Linked DNA regions of Mus musculus: all the other regions are linked to region 1. A link is a contact called in public HiChIP or PLAC-seq data. All regions are on one chromosome and are shown on one strand. The core of a region is the stretch at or near the end of the contact, and the rest is flanking DNA. Distances in the headings are between cores, read along the strand shown.

Region 1 (5,010 bases), core at 695-3,194:
GCACACCAAGAGTAAGATTTTCTAGTACTTAATACACAATTTCCCAGAATGACTTCTGAGAATAGCACCACATGCTATGCTAGAAGATATATTAAGGAAAAATAAATGTGCTAAATGTATTTTGGAAACATTATGTTGAATCAGTTATAACCTACAATGTGTCACTTCTTAGCCAAATAAGACCTTTATGAAGATGATATGGGTATAATTGTCCCCGGGAAGAAATCATGTGGTGTATCTGACCACTAAATTGGTTTTCTATTGAGCCTTTAGAACTACTGTTACTGGAATACATTAAATATACAAAGAACAATGAATATCAAACAAATGAGAGAAAAACCAAACAACTCTCTAATAGAGAGCAGCTACCCTTGTTCTCACTCTCAGCAACGTGTGTAATCCTCTCTCTCTCTCTCTCTCTCTCTCTCTCTCTCTCTCTCTTTCTCTCTCTCTCTCTCTCTCTCTCTCTCTCTCTCTCTCTCTCTCACACACACACACACACACACACACACATACACTTTTCTTCATGTTTTATTTTCATTTGATTTGATTTGTTTCCTGGTCATTTATTTTTAAGTCATTATCTGCCAACTTCATTCTTTTCTAAGGGCTTCATTTTTAATATTGTTTCCAGGTGTTGTTTTGAGGTAGGAAGGTCTAGGTCATCAAATTCAAATAAATATGAAATTACTTCTCTGCCTTGAGACCAAGTTACAGGGAAAATTCTCTGCTTCAAGTCCATTTCAGTCACTCTTTAGTGTAAAACTCAGCTCTCAAAGTTGTTGTAAGGCTGGAAATTAAAGTCTCAGTCATTTGGGATTCTATCTGAAGTAAAGTAGATCCTCGTTAAAGTCCCATTTTAAAATACTGTTCTTGATATAGTAACACTAATATTTGCAATAGAAACATAACCACATAGCTTTAAGATAACATACATACATACATACATACATACATACATACATACATACATGTTAAGCAATTTATCAGTTCTACTTTAAGTTATGAGGCACAATCAGAAGCATTTATACTGTTATCTGTCTTAACAAAAGAGAAAGGGGACACACACATATACATACACACACACACACACACTGACAGAGAGAGAGAGAGAGAGAGAGAGAGAGAGAGAGAGAGAGAGAGCACGATATTGATTGTTGTAGTTTAATCCCGAGTCCTCCTTGTGAGGGGCAGTGTATACTGACTCCCTTAAGAAGCCAAAGTATCCCCTTCCTAATTCGTATATCCTGTACTTCTATGATCATTAACTCAGACACTATGATCTGAACCCAAGAAGAGACACATCACAGTGTCAAAACATAGATATGGTATTCAGGCCAACTCTCACCAGCCAGCGAGTTTGAACATTCTAGCCTTATTTAGAATTAACCAAAACTCAAACTATGATGACTGGAAGAGTTGGGATGTGACCTAAGAGTCATGGGCCACTAGACAATTAAGCTGGAAGCCTGAAGTGACCCTCTTGGAAGCTGCAATATGTGTACCTTCTGAACTGATTCCAACACACATCTAACTGCTGTGCTGCTGGAATTTAAAATCCCCTGTCTCCAATTTCTACCACTTTAGAAAGAAAGACAGAAAAATAAAGGCAAGGTCCCTTTGGCCAACACCAATTTGCCACTCAGAGATCTGTTCAAGACTAACAAGGTAAAAACCATAAATGTCATTAAAATTTCTCAGAACACTGAAGTACTTGAAGGACTGTTTCACTCGGTTCCTGTCAAGATTTGATAGCCAGGGGATTGCAATTAAAACTTCAAGTGCCTTGATGCATGATTCTCCATGATTCTATAAGTAACAGTAATTCACACAAATACAAGTAGAAACGGAACAAAAATGAACTAACACCCTCCATCTCTGGGTGTCTGCCCCGAGCCCTGGTAAGCGAGTCACTACACTGAGCTGATAAACTGAGTGACTCAGACGATAAAACGAGGGAAATGTTTTCTAAACGGTGAAGTGCTGCATATGTGTGGTTATTGTGTATGACTGACTGTGATCTGGAAGATTTCAGAGACTTGAGCCAAGAAGGCAGCCAAGGGCCTTCCTTCTGGCCCCTGCCTCTCCCATTTTCACATTCTCACATTGGGGCTCAGACTGGAGGGAACGTGCCCCAGAGATTGGTGGTTTCCATCAGAACACACGCTCCATGTTGCGCAGAGGGATTCCCAGCCTCAGCACATGTTGGCTCCAACTCTGGAATGCCCCGGTTCTCCTCCCCCCTGCCCCCCAAATTGCTATCAGGCTCCACGGGACAGCTTCGTGCAATGTGTTGTTTTGTCCCTGCTGTTGCTACAGCAATTCAAACAAGATTCCTGTTTCCAGTTCTCGGAAATAGAGGCATCTGCATGCAATTTGGAAAGCCCTTGTCAGGGTCCTCTTTTATTGTTTTGATTGGCTCTCCCTGATGTGTAAGCAGAAGCCCCAAAGAAGTTCAAAAGGAAAAGACCCCTCTAGGCAAACAAGTGCTTCCCATAAGGGCAGACTGTTTATGCATTGCCATCCCCTATGGAATGAAGAACTTGAATTTGAGAATAACAAAGTCATCCCCTCCAGCCCAAGAGGGAGAGTGCTTAAATCAGCAGCCTGTTTGAACCTCCAGATTCTGGGCCTTACTGCCACTCACAGGGAACAAGAAGGGACAAGCCTCTCAAAGAAGTGGGCTTTAAGTCCCTAGCTTGAGACTCTGGGTTCTCCTTTCACTATTCAAAGTGAAAATTTCTGTGCTTTAGCTCTTTTATCTTCCAAGAGAATAGGGGTGGATATTCATGGTCTCTTTTAAGCATAAAATAATTCTATGTATTCAGCAGATCCAGGGCAGTTTTTCCTGAGGCCTGTGAGCCCCAGGCATCAGGGGACATGCACTATGCTCTTTATCAGTTTGAGATACCTGTTTACAGAACTCATGCTATCCTGTGGGGTAACTATGATGGCTCCTGCTACAAACAAACCGTTTCCTTTGAACAATTACTCTCTTCATTTTAATATGACGCTACTAGTGGTGACAAGCAAAGCTGATTGCATCACTGCTAAAATGGAGGGAAAGCTATAGGTTATAGTAGCTTATAACCAGAATTGCTTAGATAGCCCATTCCTTTGTTGTTGTTGTTGTTGTTGTTGTTGTTGTTGTTGTTGTTGTTGTTTTCTGAGACAGGGTTTCTCTGTATAGCCCTGGCTGTCCTGAAACTCACTCTATAGACCAGGCTAGCCTCGAACTAAGAAATCTGCCTGCCTCTGCCTCCTGAGTGCTGGGATTAAAGGCATGCACCACCATGCCTGGCATGGTAACCCATTCCTAAATAGGTACATATTATCACAGTTATTACTTAATGCTTACAACTTAGAGGGGTTAATATATTAGTTTCTTATTGCTACTATAACAAGTGAGCAGACCTTATTAGCTTTAAATTTTTAAAATGATCTTATGGTTCAGGCACTTAGACATTAAAAATGGGTTTTACTGAGCTGAGGCTGCTGTGCTTGCAGGCACTGTTCTCCTCTGGGTATCTGTATGAGGGATCTCTTTTTCCCCTTTTCCCCTTCTGTGGGCAATCCATATTCCTTGGCTTGTGACATTTTCCTCCCCTTTAGTCCCAGGAACATGAACACATATTCAGATGATTTTTCTCTCCCTTAGTTCTCCTATCCTCTTCCTCTGGCTATCCCACATCTTCTTTCCTCCTCAATCTCCCTCCTCTTTCCCTTTCCCCTACTCCTCCCTCCTCCTCATTCTTTTCTACCCCAGCATCCTTCTCTACCCTCCATCCCCTTCCTCCCTCTCTATCCTCAGGCCCTACAACCATGTTTCATTAGGATTTGGACACTCGTACTCATCTGAAAACTCTTTTGTACCTCAATTGCTAAGGATCTCTTAGATCATAACACTCTTACCAGGATTATCTCCCACTAACCTGATCAATGTGATCACAATTGCAAAGTGCCCCTCATCATGGAAGACTCACTTTACTCAGGCTTCAAGCCTGACGACATGGATGAGTCCTCTTTAAGTGAACTTAATTACCTCAGCACAGTTACCAACACAGAATGACCTTAGCTGGGACCATTCCAGTGGCCTTTTTACTGACCATTTATCCACCTCAGCAGCTGGCAGCTTCTGGGGTCTAATTATCCTGAATTTCTACTGAGATGACCTACAAGATATATCTACTACCTCTTCAGCCAGAAGAGTGTGAGCCTGCCCTCCTCTAGCCAGGTTTCTGTCCTAAGTATCTGCCTTCCAGTTATTACAAATTCAGTTGCCTCATGAGAATCCACTTGAGGGCCATGATGATACAGAATCTACATACTATGCCTCATGAAAAAGGTCACAGGAAAAGGTCACAGGAGCAAGCACCGTATCCATTCTTCCTGGTCGAGTGCAGACAGAGAATTTTAATTTTTTCCATCTTAAAAATGATAGGCAAAATCTTAGATGTGGGGTGTCCCTTACTTCTAGGGACTGATCTAATATGACATGTGTTAAGAAAAGCATTTACTGAATCTTACTTTATGTCAAAGATTTTGCTAGCATGGATAGAAAATGTATTATCCCACCTATGTACCATATCCACTATGAGCTCTTTATTTGTAGTATTGAATATATATATATATATATATATATATATATATATATATATATATATATACAAACAAAGATATGTGTAAAATGACATAACCAAGTTCAGATAGCTGGCAAATAATTGCCCAGAATTTCAAAAAGTTTCACAAAATTGTTCCATGAGTTAATTCATGAACCTCTTCTTTCTGGTGACCCTCAGGTCATAACATCCTAATTAAGAGATTTGAAATATATTTATATAATATGCCCACAAGCTTTTATCTCTGGCCCGGGGTCTTCTAATAAACCCCAATCCAGGAGATACAACCAGGCATGCATCATCTCTATTTCAAGATTCAGCAGCTATTCCCAAATTACCTCTAAAATTAAACCTCACTCCCAACATGCTCCACGCTAGTACTTTGCATCTC
Region 2 (5,010 bases), core at 1,291-3,790, 410 kb after region 1:
TGTTTGGGCTCGGAATTTCAGAGTCTTACTCCAGGATGGCAGGGGAGGGCAGCTCAGGACTCAGCCTGAGGTGTCAGAAGCATGCAGCCCTGGCTTGCTTACCTGGATGGCAGGGAGCATAGTAAATTAGACTGGAAAGAGATTGGCTCTAAACCCACAATGCCCACCACCCACCTTTCTGGCCTCCTTCTACCCACCTGGCCCACATTCCCAAAGACTCCACAGCATCCAAATTATTCCCACAGCTGAAGACCAAGTGTTCAAACTGGGAACTCAGATTCAAACCCTAGGAGAAAGAGGTGATCTGACAGCACATGTATTCTCAGGTCATTTAAGAAAATGTTAACTGACCCTTCCAATGAGTATGCCAGATTTTCATGCAGTTTCCAGTTACTGTGACCTTGGCAAGCCATATGTTATTATACACATAATAAGACAAAGACAGAAATGAAAGTTTGTTTAATAAGTCTTCCCAGCACAGGTAGAGGCACAATGCCAAACTCTATACAAGAAGGAAGTGTAGAAGACTGATAGTCACGACTGTGCCCCATCCTCCCTTTATTTATTTTGCACTTTCTCACTCTCTTACTCTTTCCTCTTTCCTCCCCCTCCATCCCTCCCTCCATTATCAGCTCCCTTTCCCTCCCCACCTTCTTCTTCTCCCTTTCCTTCTCCTATGGTCTTTCCTAACCCTGTTCCCTCAGGTGGAATATTCTGATTATCCCACCATATGCTGAAATAAATAACTCTGCTGAGAAGGAATTTAATTCTCTTTCCTTCTTTGAAGATTTGCTTGTTTAGACATAAAATTCTGCCTCCTTCTGATCACGGCCACTGTGATAAAAAATACTCGGAGAAAAACATGAAAGGGTTTATTTTGTTCACAACTTGGGATCCATTATTTTGGGACAGTATAGCACAATGACGTGAAGCAGCTAGTAACTACATTATATTCAACATCAAAAGAATTGGGTGTTGAATTAAGGGATGCATATCTTGTGTTCAAATTACTTTCTTTGTTCTTATATAGTCCAGGATACCATGCCTAGGGAATGGTACCACCCATGATGAGCAGGTCTTTCTGCCTCAATTAACGTAATCAAAACAAGCAAACCCACAAACCACCTCATCTAGACAATTCATTATTGAGGTTTTTCTCCCCCAGGTGACTCAGTTGTGTCAAGTTAACAATCCCAATGTAAAATTCCAAAAGAAAGTTTGAAGTGTCAGGGTCTCTGAAATTTTCTTATGTTCTGACTGATTTCTTGGCTATACATAGTATGAGGCCCAATTTTCCAGGACCCATTGATGTTTAAACTCCCCTGTCTGCTACATCTTGCTTTATCATCCTCTCATTTATTAACATTCTCTCTTGGCCAAGCTGGAGGGGAGCAGGGTGTTCTCTTCCAGCTCTAGAGACCTGCTGGAGATACAGACATTAGTTCACTTGGCTTCAGGCCCTCTCCTCAAGCCCAAAATGGTAAATAAAATCGCCGTGCGCACCCCAGTTTTCCAATTTCATTCTCCCTCTATGACTCCAACAACTTCATTCACATTAATGAAACTGAGTGTTCCCCTGGCGTTTAACTATTACATAAATGTTAATTTCTGAGACCAAGCAATAAATCCTGTTTCAAAAAGAAAAAAAAAACACTCAATAGGACAAAAGGAACCTAAACTTCCACAGAATAAGACAGAGACAGTATCCTTTTTTTCAGATTCAAGTTGTACTGACTAGATAACTTGCTGAACTGTCTCAAGCCTGTGCTTTTGATGGCAGGAAAATATGAACAGTGTTCTCTGATTGCCTAAGCTTGGATCGTGATGAAAAGGCATTTGTAATCGCCAAGAACCAAATAAATATACTGATTTGTCTCACCCTAGGCTCTAGTTGCTTGAGCTCTTCCATCCTGGGGCTTCACCCTTTTATGAAAGACAGGTCCTGGCCAGGTATAGCATCATTTCTATTGTGTAAGGACTGAAAAGAGAGAGGATCAAGGGTTTGTCCGGTGCCAGTACTTACTGCCCCTTGTGTGCCATCAAACCCAACCTGTGACGTACTTCAAACACAAAAGAATCAAGTAAGTTTGGGAAACACACATAAACGATCTTCTTGGAGGTTTCCACAAACACATAAAAGACCCTGGAAAATCTTGAAATAAAGTAAGATACGTAATTTGTTTGGCTTAAAATAACATTGGCTTTAAAAATAGCCTTCTCCAAACATGATTAACTAGGAAATAACTCTTTGCTCAGCATTAATACCTCTCAACATGCCACAGACTACACATTAGGAAATAGCTTCCTGCATTTGTATGGCTAAATTAAGCCTAATTCTGAGTTTAGGCTTATCTTTATCTCTATTTTCTGGCTCTTGTGTAACTTCATAAAGTTGTTTTACACTGTTAATAGGGGTTTTTTTGGGGGGGAGGTGGCAAACTCAAGCTTATTTTGAAGTTAATCCTTTGAACTTAGTCATGCAAACCAGCCTTTGGCTTCACTAAATTGCTGGAAGAAAGCTGAGGGTTAAGAATGCTGCCTCTAACTGATGAGTCAGACCACCTGAATTAAACTCTCCTCTCCTCTTCTAGCTATGTGACCCCAGTTTCCCCATCCTCAGGGAGAGGAAAATAAAGGAAGAAATGTCAGGGATCTTCGAGAAGAAGCAATGAAATAATCCATACAAGGCACAGACAGTACAGATGTTTTCAATCAGGACTGGTTATTATTGTAGCTTTTAGGTGATCCCTTTTTGAGAAAGGAAAAGTAGACACCATGTGTCTGCATGCCTTTTCTAGGCACACTAGTTAATTACTGGAGTGGACTCAGTTTTCCATAGTGTCTGGTTTCTTGCTACCAATCTTAGAGATCCATTTTTATTTCAGAGGTCAGGTCCTATCAAAGTGTATCAAGGCTGGCTGATCTTCATGCCTCCTGGGTTTGGTAACTGCCAGTGTCTCTATCTGGCTGCATCTAAGAGCAAACCTCAGGCCAGCAGAATTCCACTCATTTGAATGCCAAGACTGTTATTTCAGAAAAGGTTTCCGAACACTCTAGTCCCCAAATGCCAAATATTTAGCACATGCATTCACAGTGTCCTGCTCCTGTGTTGCTCTCTATCTATAACCTGTCCCTCCTGAATAAATAGCTCTAATTCTTTAACCTTGGCTCAATCGTTTGAGACCTAGGAAAGAGCCAACTGCATTTCTTAAAATTCTGATGGAAATTCAAAATAGAGGAGGCTATTGTTCCAGGAGAAATGAATTCAAATTTGTTTTTGAAATGATTTTCAAGAATTTCATAGGAATCTATAGTGTTGCCATTTGGTCAAACCCACTTTTTATTTTTTCTTTTATGTCTAGGCAAGGAGCAGAAGAGGGAAAACTACTGCTCTGCAGAAATTTTATTTCAAAAATTGAAACCAGACCATCAGGAGGTAGCTTGTGGTCTGAATGTATCAATGGGCCTAGTCATTTTTCATCAGAGCTGCTCTTAGGTATACTAAACCACAAATATGAATCTCATTATTGTGTCTAGATGGAAATATTTTATGGATTAAAATTTGGGGACTTAATTTGGTTAGCAATGAAACTTCTGTTCAAGAAGAGGGAGGAGGGGAGCCACAAAATACCATTCATCCAAACACCTGAAAGGAAAAAAAATCAATATAATATCTGGATCCCTTTGTATTTAATATTAGCCATTTTGCTTGTGTTTAAGTGGAAGGCTAAATTTGGTTTGACAGAACTATTGCCAAATTGCAACAGGTCGTTACAACCAAGAACATTCTAAAACTTTGGTTGGTTGTATCTTAGGTACAGTTTTTAGTGTTGGGTATACACCTCGATACCACACATAACTTGCCTTCCACATATAACATGAAACCCAAATCCCTATATAGTCTATAGTCTAACTATGCATAACTAAATCAACCTAGCATAAGTATAAAATAGAACTGAAACATTTCTAGACATCAAAAGGCAATTCAAAAGACAGAAAGGAAAATAACTAACTTCCAATAATGGATGGCATTTTAGTTTCACTGGGAGGACAGATTAAGCCTGTCCATTCAAGTGGAGCAAATGGGCTTTCAAGACACCAAGACCTCTCTCCAATAATAAGTCAGATTCTGCAGCATCTCAGAGGTACCCAACAGCTTGCTTCACTCCACAGCAGCACCATCAGGTTCTGATCAAACAGAACAGATAGACTCCCCTTCAGCCTGCTGTTTGAAGGTCAGATAGGCAGAGCAGCAACTGCTCTCAAATGCTAACTCCTTTCATTGACTTCCAGTGCAAAGGGCAGTGAATGATCATGGACTCAGAGGGACTTGGGTTCACATCCTTACTCCTTAGTGACACTTCAATTTGCACATATGACATAATAATTATATGTCTCAGTTTCTTTATCTTCAAAATGAAGATAAAAAACTTTATCTCGCAACTTGGAAAGAATTTGAAATCATGTGTTTAAAATTCTTAGCACAAGCTCTAGAAAAATACAAGCAATGAATCACTCAGTATCTTCTTCACTTCTATTATCATTGTTGGTATCCTTCTCCTTGAACTCTCAAGAACTCTTCAACCAGTATTTGGTTCCCCTGGGCCTTTCCTCCTTCAGTAATACCTCGGTGAGCTCCTTGGCCAAGAGTACTACTTCCATTCCTTAACTCTTTCACTGAGGCTGGCACTGCTACTACTCTTGTGCATGTATAATCTCCACATGCATTTCCATAATGACCTCTGGGAAAAGGACACAGCTCTTCACTCAGTCGCTCCTCCCCAGTGTCCTTCACACTGTGAAGCCCACAGTGAGTAAGAAGCAATTATCTCTGGAAAGAATTTCAGCATTCCTCCCCCTTTCTGTTGGGATAGAACCATGTAACATGCTCTAGTTTGTAGTGGCACTTGAGAGTAGGTTGAAAAACAGTTACGTTTTGGACTGTCTAGGAGGTAGTTTTAAGTTTTATTACTGTAGAGTTCACATTTGTTTTGGCTACTGTTGTATCAT
Region 3 (5,010 bases), core at 763-3,262, 300 kb after region 1:
ATGAGTGCTAAGACTTGAACCCAGGTTCTCAAGCTCACAGGTTCTCAGGTTTGCAAAGGAAATGTTCTTACCCACTGAGCCACCTCTCCTGGCCTGCTTCTGATTATTGAGTCCAAACTCAGCTTGCCTTTTATTTACCAATGATTAAGTCTAATGCTTTCTATATAAAGTCTGTGCATATACATACTAAGCAAACAAAACAAAGCTCATACCTCCTAAATCTCTCAAGAAATAGCAGGAGATGAACAACTAACAAATCAACATGCAAGATATGACACAAAGTCCTGTGAGTGGTCTCATGAGAGAATCGAGAAAGAAGTAGAAACCATACAGGGGTGATTTAGGCTAAGATAATCAAGAATGGTCCTGTTTTGAAGCTGACACTCTAATGGAAACCATAACAAATCAAGGAATGCAGCAATGTCTGAGGAAGGAAGCGGTCTGGAAGCAGAAACAGAAAGTGAAAAGGTCCTGAGGCTAGAAAATACTGGGATTTTTAAATACTCATCTTGCAGCATCTGTAAAAGTCCCTACTGAGCCTAAGTGTGAATTCTCCCAGCATAAGGTGAGGAAACTCCCCATTCAAGTGGCAGTCAATCGTATTAGAAACATGCCTGATACTTATTCTATAGTTCCTAGTGTCATTACACTGTGTATTTAGTTCTTACGTGTGCTTTCAATTGTGCTTTCTCTACCAAAGGAACATTGAAGTAACAGTTTTATGATCGATCCCACTGGGAAAGCAAGGGAAGATGAAAGAATTCCCCACCTCCTATCTGGTTTGCATGTGAGCATTGAATGTGGGTGCTGGAGCGATAGTTCAGTGTGTAGAGTACAGCACATGCCATGAAAACAAAAGGACCTGAGTTTGAATACAAGGTACACACATAAAGCCAAGACAGTGGTAGGTGTCTATAGCCCCAGTGCTTCATCACTGAGATGGGAGGCAGAAGAAAAAGAATCCCCAGATGCGCATGGGTCAGCCTAGCTGATCCATACTGTGCATACAACAAAAGGACTCTATCTCAAACAGTTAGAAATGTAGTTGGTACTGCTATTCGTGGTATTATGACAAACAGCTCCCTACATGTAACATATATGTAGAGTGGGGCTGGGGGCAACATTGAATGTGTTATGTTTGGATTAAACAGCTCTCAGACACTCCTGTCCACCTTGTCCTCCTGGTCATGTTCATGCTCCCACATTGAGATTTATCACTGTGCAGTGCCAAGGATGTCATAAAGCCACCATTCTGTCTGTGCACTGATGTAACAAGCAGAGTTTGCTCTTAAAAAGGCTCAACTCAGCCTTTTTTCTGCCTCCCCAGTAACATGAATAGATCTTATTACTCAAGTAGTCACTCAAAGCCCCCTTTTCATCTGGAAATTCCCAAACCCATCCATTTCACCCATCAGTGGGGACCTAATTTTGTGAGAATTGATGTGATGTGACTCTAGTTAGTATCTTTGGACAAATAGGAAATGACAATGAAAAGTAAGGAGAATTACAAATGAAGGAGATTGGGAAGAGTGAGCACTAAGGGGGTATCAGGCCCATTTAGAAGTCACTGTAACCTTGTAAGGTAGACACCTGCACACCCATTCACCATAAGTGATATTAGGTATAAGGAGATTCTAGCACCACTGGAAACCAAACAGCTAGCAAATACCTCTCCTGGGATTCAAACCCATGTGTTGCTTCTCTGTGTCTATCTACCTCAGTTCCCTCAGTTTTTCTCTATAAAAGCAGAGTCATTCAAAAGGCCCCTGATTTCTCTTCATTTTTTCCAACCATTTAGACTGGAAAAATCTAACTGACTGAAAATCGACTGAAATTTTCAGCTGAGCACCCACAGATATCTACTGACACCCAATTCAGCAGTATCTTTTTAAAGAAGTCCTCCCCAAAAGTGCTGGCTTCAAGTTCCTGGCTTCTACTTAAAGTTACTTAACTGGCACCATATAATAGATATAAATAGTGTTGGGTAATCCTCAAGGCTCCGCTGGAATGAAATTGGTGTGGTCTGAGGTTTGGATGACACTATCACAGGAATTGTTGGCACCAACCCACTGTGCTCCCTGTAATAATGGTTTCTTAACAAAAGACGCACATGGCTTTTACTAAAAGAACTTCATTAGTTACTTTGATTAATTCTGTAATTTTCCACGCCATGATTAATTGCAACATGCCTGACTTTCTATTTGGAGTAGGACATCCCTTCAGAGCAGGGACTTTAACTTCCTTTGTCTGTGTTTTCATAACTTGACATGAGAATACTCAATTCCTTTTCACTGAGGAGATATCAGTTATTTGCTGGGAAAATATGCTCCATATGTTAATGACTCGGAGTCACAATCATTCTCAGAACCCCCAGATCTGTGGGTCCATGATTTCAGGAGGACTTAGCTGGTCAGCACTTCTGGTTTCTTCTAAGAGCCCTCACAAGAAAGGAGTTAGACTGGTTCCACTAGCAGCTCATATTTTTTGTGTTACTGTCGATGTGTTTTGCACTCCACCAGTATTTTGTCTGGATTGTGTTCCCATAGCACAACATGGATACAGGAAAGGGTAAGAAACAGAAGTGCAGAGTTGAAAGACAGCTCAGTTAGTGAAGTGCTTGCTTTATGAGTATAAGTACCTGATTTCTATCATAAGACGCTTTAAAAAAAAAAAGGTGGGCATTATGGTGCATATGTTTAATCCCAGCACTTGGAAGGCAGGAACGCATAGAGCTGTGGACCATACCAACTGAGCCAGCCTAGGCTACTTGGTAAGCTCCAGACTACTAAGGTCTCTAAAAACAAGGTCGTCATCACCTGACCCATGATAGTCACAGAAAAAAATTATCCTCTGGTCACTCTACATATACACAAACTATATTCATACACACATGCATACACACAGAGGGGGGTTAGGGAAAAGAATCCTTTACAGACTGCACACGCAGGCATGGAACTGGCTCACTTATCATTTCTGTCACATGGTGTCGGACAAGTCTAAATACAAGGACAGACCAGAGGAAAATCAGGGTTGAACACAATACCTTTGATGAAAGGCATATTCTGCGCTGTTGTACTGGCTATAGAATAAGTAGAAAATTACACCTACCCCCCACACAAACATGCAAAGAAATGTGTGGAATATTAAGGTATATTTTCTTAGCAAAACTAAGTCTTTTTTCATCTCTTCTAACTTGGATGAGGGAGCTAAAAGTCACCAAACACCAAGCATGGTGTGTTCTATTTACTTTCTACAATGAATGTCAAAAACCCAAGGGGACTTCAGAGATTAGTTGATCTTAATGCTTTAGGTTTGCTTCTCCTTGAGTGCCTTGACCTTCTGACCTGATTTTCTTTACACATGCACCTCCACTTTGTTCTGATAGGCTCTACAGAATGATTTGGTGGAAAATGTATGTTTTGAAGTAGATTGATTTTCAAATTCTGATGACTGAATACTAATCAGACGACCTTGAACAATAAAATTTGCAGTTCTGAATTGTTTTCTTCATCTGTACAACTGGAACTGCTAATAGCAAGTGTGTAGGTCTGATGCTATGACTAATGAGATATAACAACGTAAGTGTCAATAAATATGTGTCCCCTTCACATTTCCCTTCCCTTCATTGAAGATATTCTTCCATGATTCTGAGAAGAATGCTTCCTTATCATAGATACACAATGTTTCTCTCAGAAATACTCGAGTCAATGATAAAAACTGAATATACCATTTTTACTTGAATTGGGAGTAAGTTAAGAGAATTTCTCAAAAAAAGAAAAGAAAAAGAAGGAGAAGAAAAGGAAAAAGAAAAGGAAAAAGGAAAAGAAAAAAAATTAGCAAGATGTCAATTTGAACCGGCAATCTGCATTACAACACACCTAAATGAGAATTCATCTCTGATAGCTGATTCATTAAAAACAAATGGTTTTAAAGATCCTGACAGTGGGAACAAGTCTACTTTTGGCTATCCACTTAGTGCCTGTTGTTATAGATTCAGGGGCTTTGCAGCAGAGAGCCAATAATCCCAATGAGTGGTAATGTAGAGCTAACCTTAGCTTGCCTCCTGGGAGTCCTCCAGATGCTGATTTCTTTATTATCGTGTCTGAAATTAAAGAAAAATCACTTCCATTATGTTCGCACTCCCAGTTCTTCATTCCTCAAAAGAAAACTGGCTGACACCAACTTCCCCTCTGTTCTGCTCAGTACTCCATCATCCAGCAGAGCCTCCTCCATGCCCCTGTTGCTCCCCAAGACTTATTGTTTCCCTCTCCCAACGTCCCAGAAGATTCCAGAGTGATTTGTTCATGCTTCAGATAAGCCTGGCCATAAATGATTCTGCCAATATCTATGACAACACTTCTTGCCAAACACAGCACTTGCTTTCTGACAGACCTGCATGTTTCTTGCAGGTCACCTCTTGATGCCATTTGCATTCAGACCAAATTCCCAGGCATCAGTGCCCACCCATCTCCACTAACACTGAATGCATCAATTCCTGTCTGCTCCAGCCAATGATGTCACAGGAAAATAAAAGAACTTGGCTGCATAAGATGATTTTAAGTTCTAACAAGTAAATGTATGCCCAGAGCAAAGATATGGAGCATTATGAAGCTATGGTTAGGATTCTAAATTACTACACAGGGTCATCATGATTCTTCTCATCTAGATTCCACTAATAGCCATGTGGCTTCAAGTAACCCCTTCCCTTCATGGTGTCTTTGCACTTCCTCCTTTGTTAGCCATGCACTTCCTTCCTGTGACTAAGCACAAATATAGGCAAGTTGAATGGAATACTATCTACCTGTGCTCAGAGTTTCAAAGGTTTCAATTCATGGGCATGGTAGGACAGGACAGGCAACTTGCCAGCAGTCAGGAAGCAGAAAGAGACTATCTAAGCCAACATCCTTACACCTCTCTCCTTCTCTAACACCAAGTCCTACAGCTAATAGGGTTGTTCTATCCATGTTTAGAGCAGGTCTTCCAAGCTCAGGTAATCTTGTTTAGGAATTC

What was found. HiChIP or PLAC-seq counts read pairs in DNA pulled down with a chosen protein or histone mark.
Region 2: a contact with region 1 is called in a CTCF HiChIP or PLAC-seq map of the NIH/3T3 cell line, with 9 read pairs. The contact joins two enhancer-like sites. A contact is called at or near these places in 1 of 39 promoter capture datasets (cranial neural crest), 1 of 15 datasets of contacts at CTCF or cohesin (the NIH/3T3 cell line) and 2 of 9 other capture datasets (embryonic stem cells and embryonic tail).
Region 3: a CTCF HiChIP or PLAC-seq map of the NIH/3T3 cell line shows a contact between it and region 1, with 8 read pairs. The contact joins two enhancer-like sites. A contact is called at or near these places in 1 of 15 datasets of contacts at CTCF or cohesin (the NIH/3T3 cell line), 1 of 484 Hi-C or Micro-C datasets (adipose-derived mesenchymal stem cells) and 1 of 115 datasets of contacts at active chromatin or transcription factors (embryonic fibroblasts).

Annotation. Positions count from the first base shown.
Region 1 is chr4:64,435,350-64,440,359 of GRCm38.p6, reverse strand. No RefSeq gene overlaps it. Among named protein-coding and RNA genes, the nearest start is that of Gm23950, 6.9 kb to the left of the region's middle. Within about 2 kb of position 1,944, at least 50 of the 459 cell types and tissues checked have an H3K27ac peak or open chromatin away from gene starts, as enhancers often do. A contact at or near this core is called in the NIH/3T3 cell line, where this site is marked.
Region 2 is chr4:64,027,326-64,032,335 of GRCm38.p6, reverse strand. The region is part of intron 1 of Tnc (tenascin C); the gene reads left to right. All of the region lies in intron 4 of 8030451A03Rik (a long non-coding RNA gene), which reads right to left. Among named protein-coding and RNA genes, the nearest start is that of Tnc, 17 kb to the left of the region's middle. Within about 2 kb of position 2,540, at least 20 of the 459 cell types and tissues checked have an H3K27ac peak or open chromatin away from gene starts, as enhancers often do. A contact at or near this core is called in the NIH/3T3 cell line, where this site is marked.
Region 3 is chr4:64,137,048-64,142,057 of GRCm38.p6, reverse strand. 8030451A03Rik (a long non-coding RNA gene) reads right to left here. Exons shown (of 12, transcript XR_881356.2): 10 at 4,051-4,102. Among named protein-coding and RNA genes, the nearest start is that of Gm31115, 15 kb to the left of the region's middle. Within about 2 kb of position 2,012, at least 7 of the 459 cell types and tissues checked have an H3K27ac peak or open chromatin away from gene starts, as enhancers often do. A contact at or near this core is called in the NIH/3T3 cell line, where this site is marked.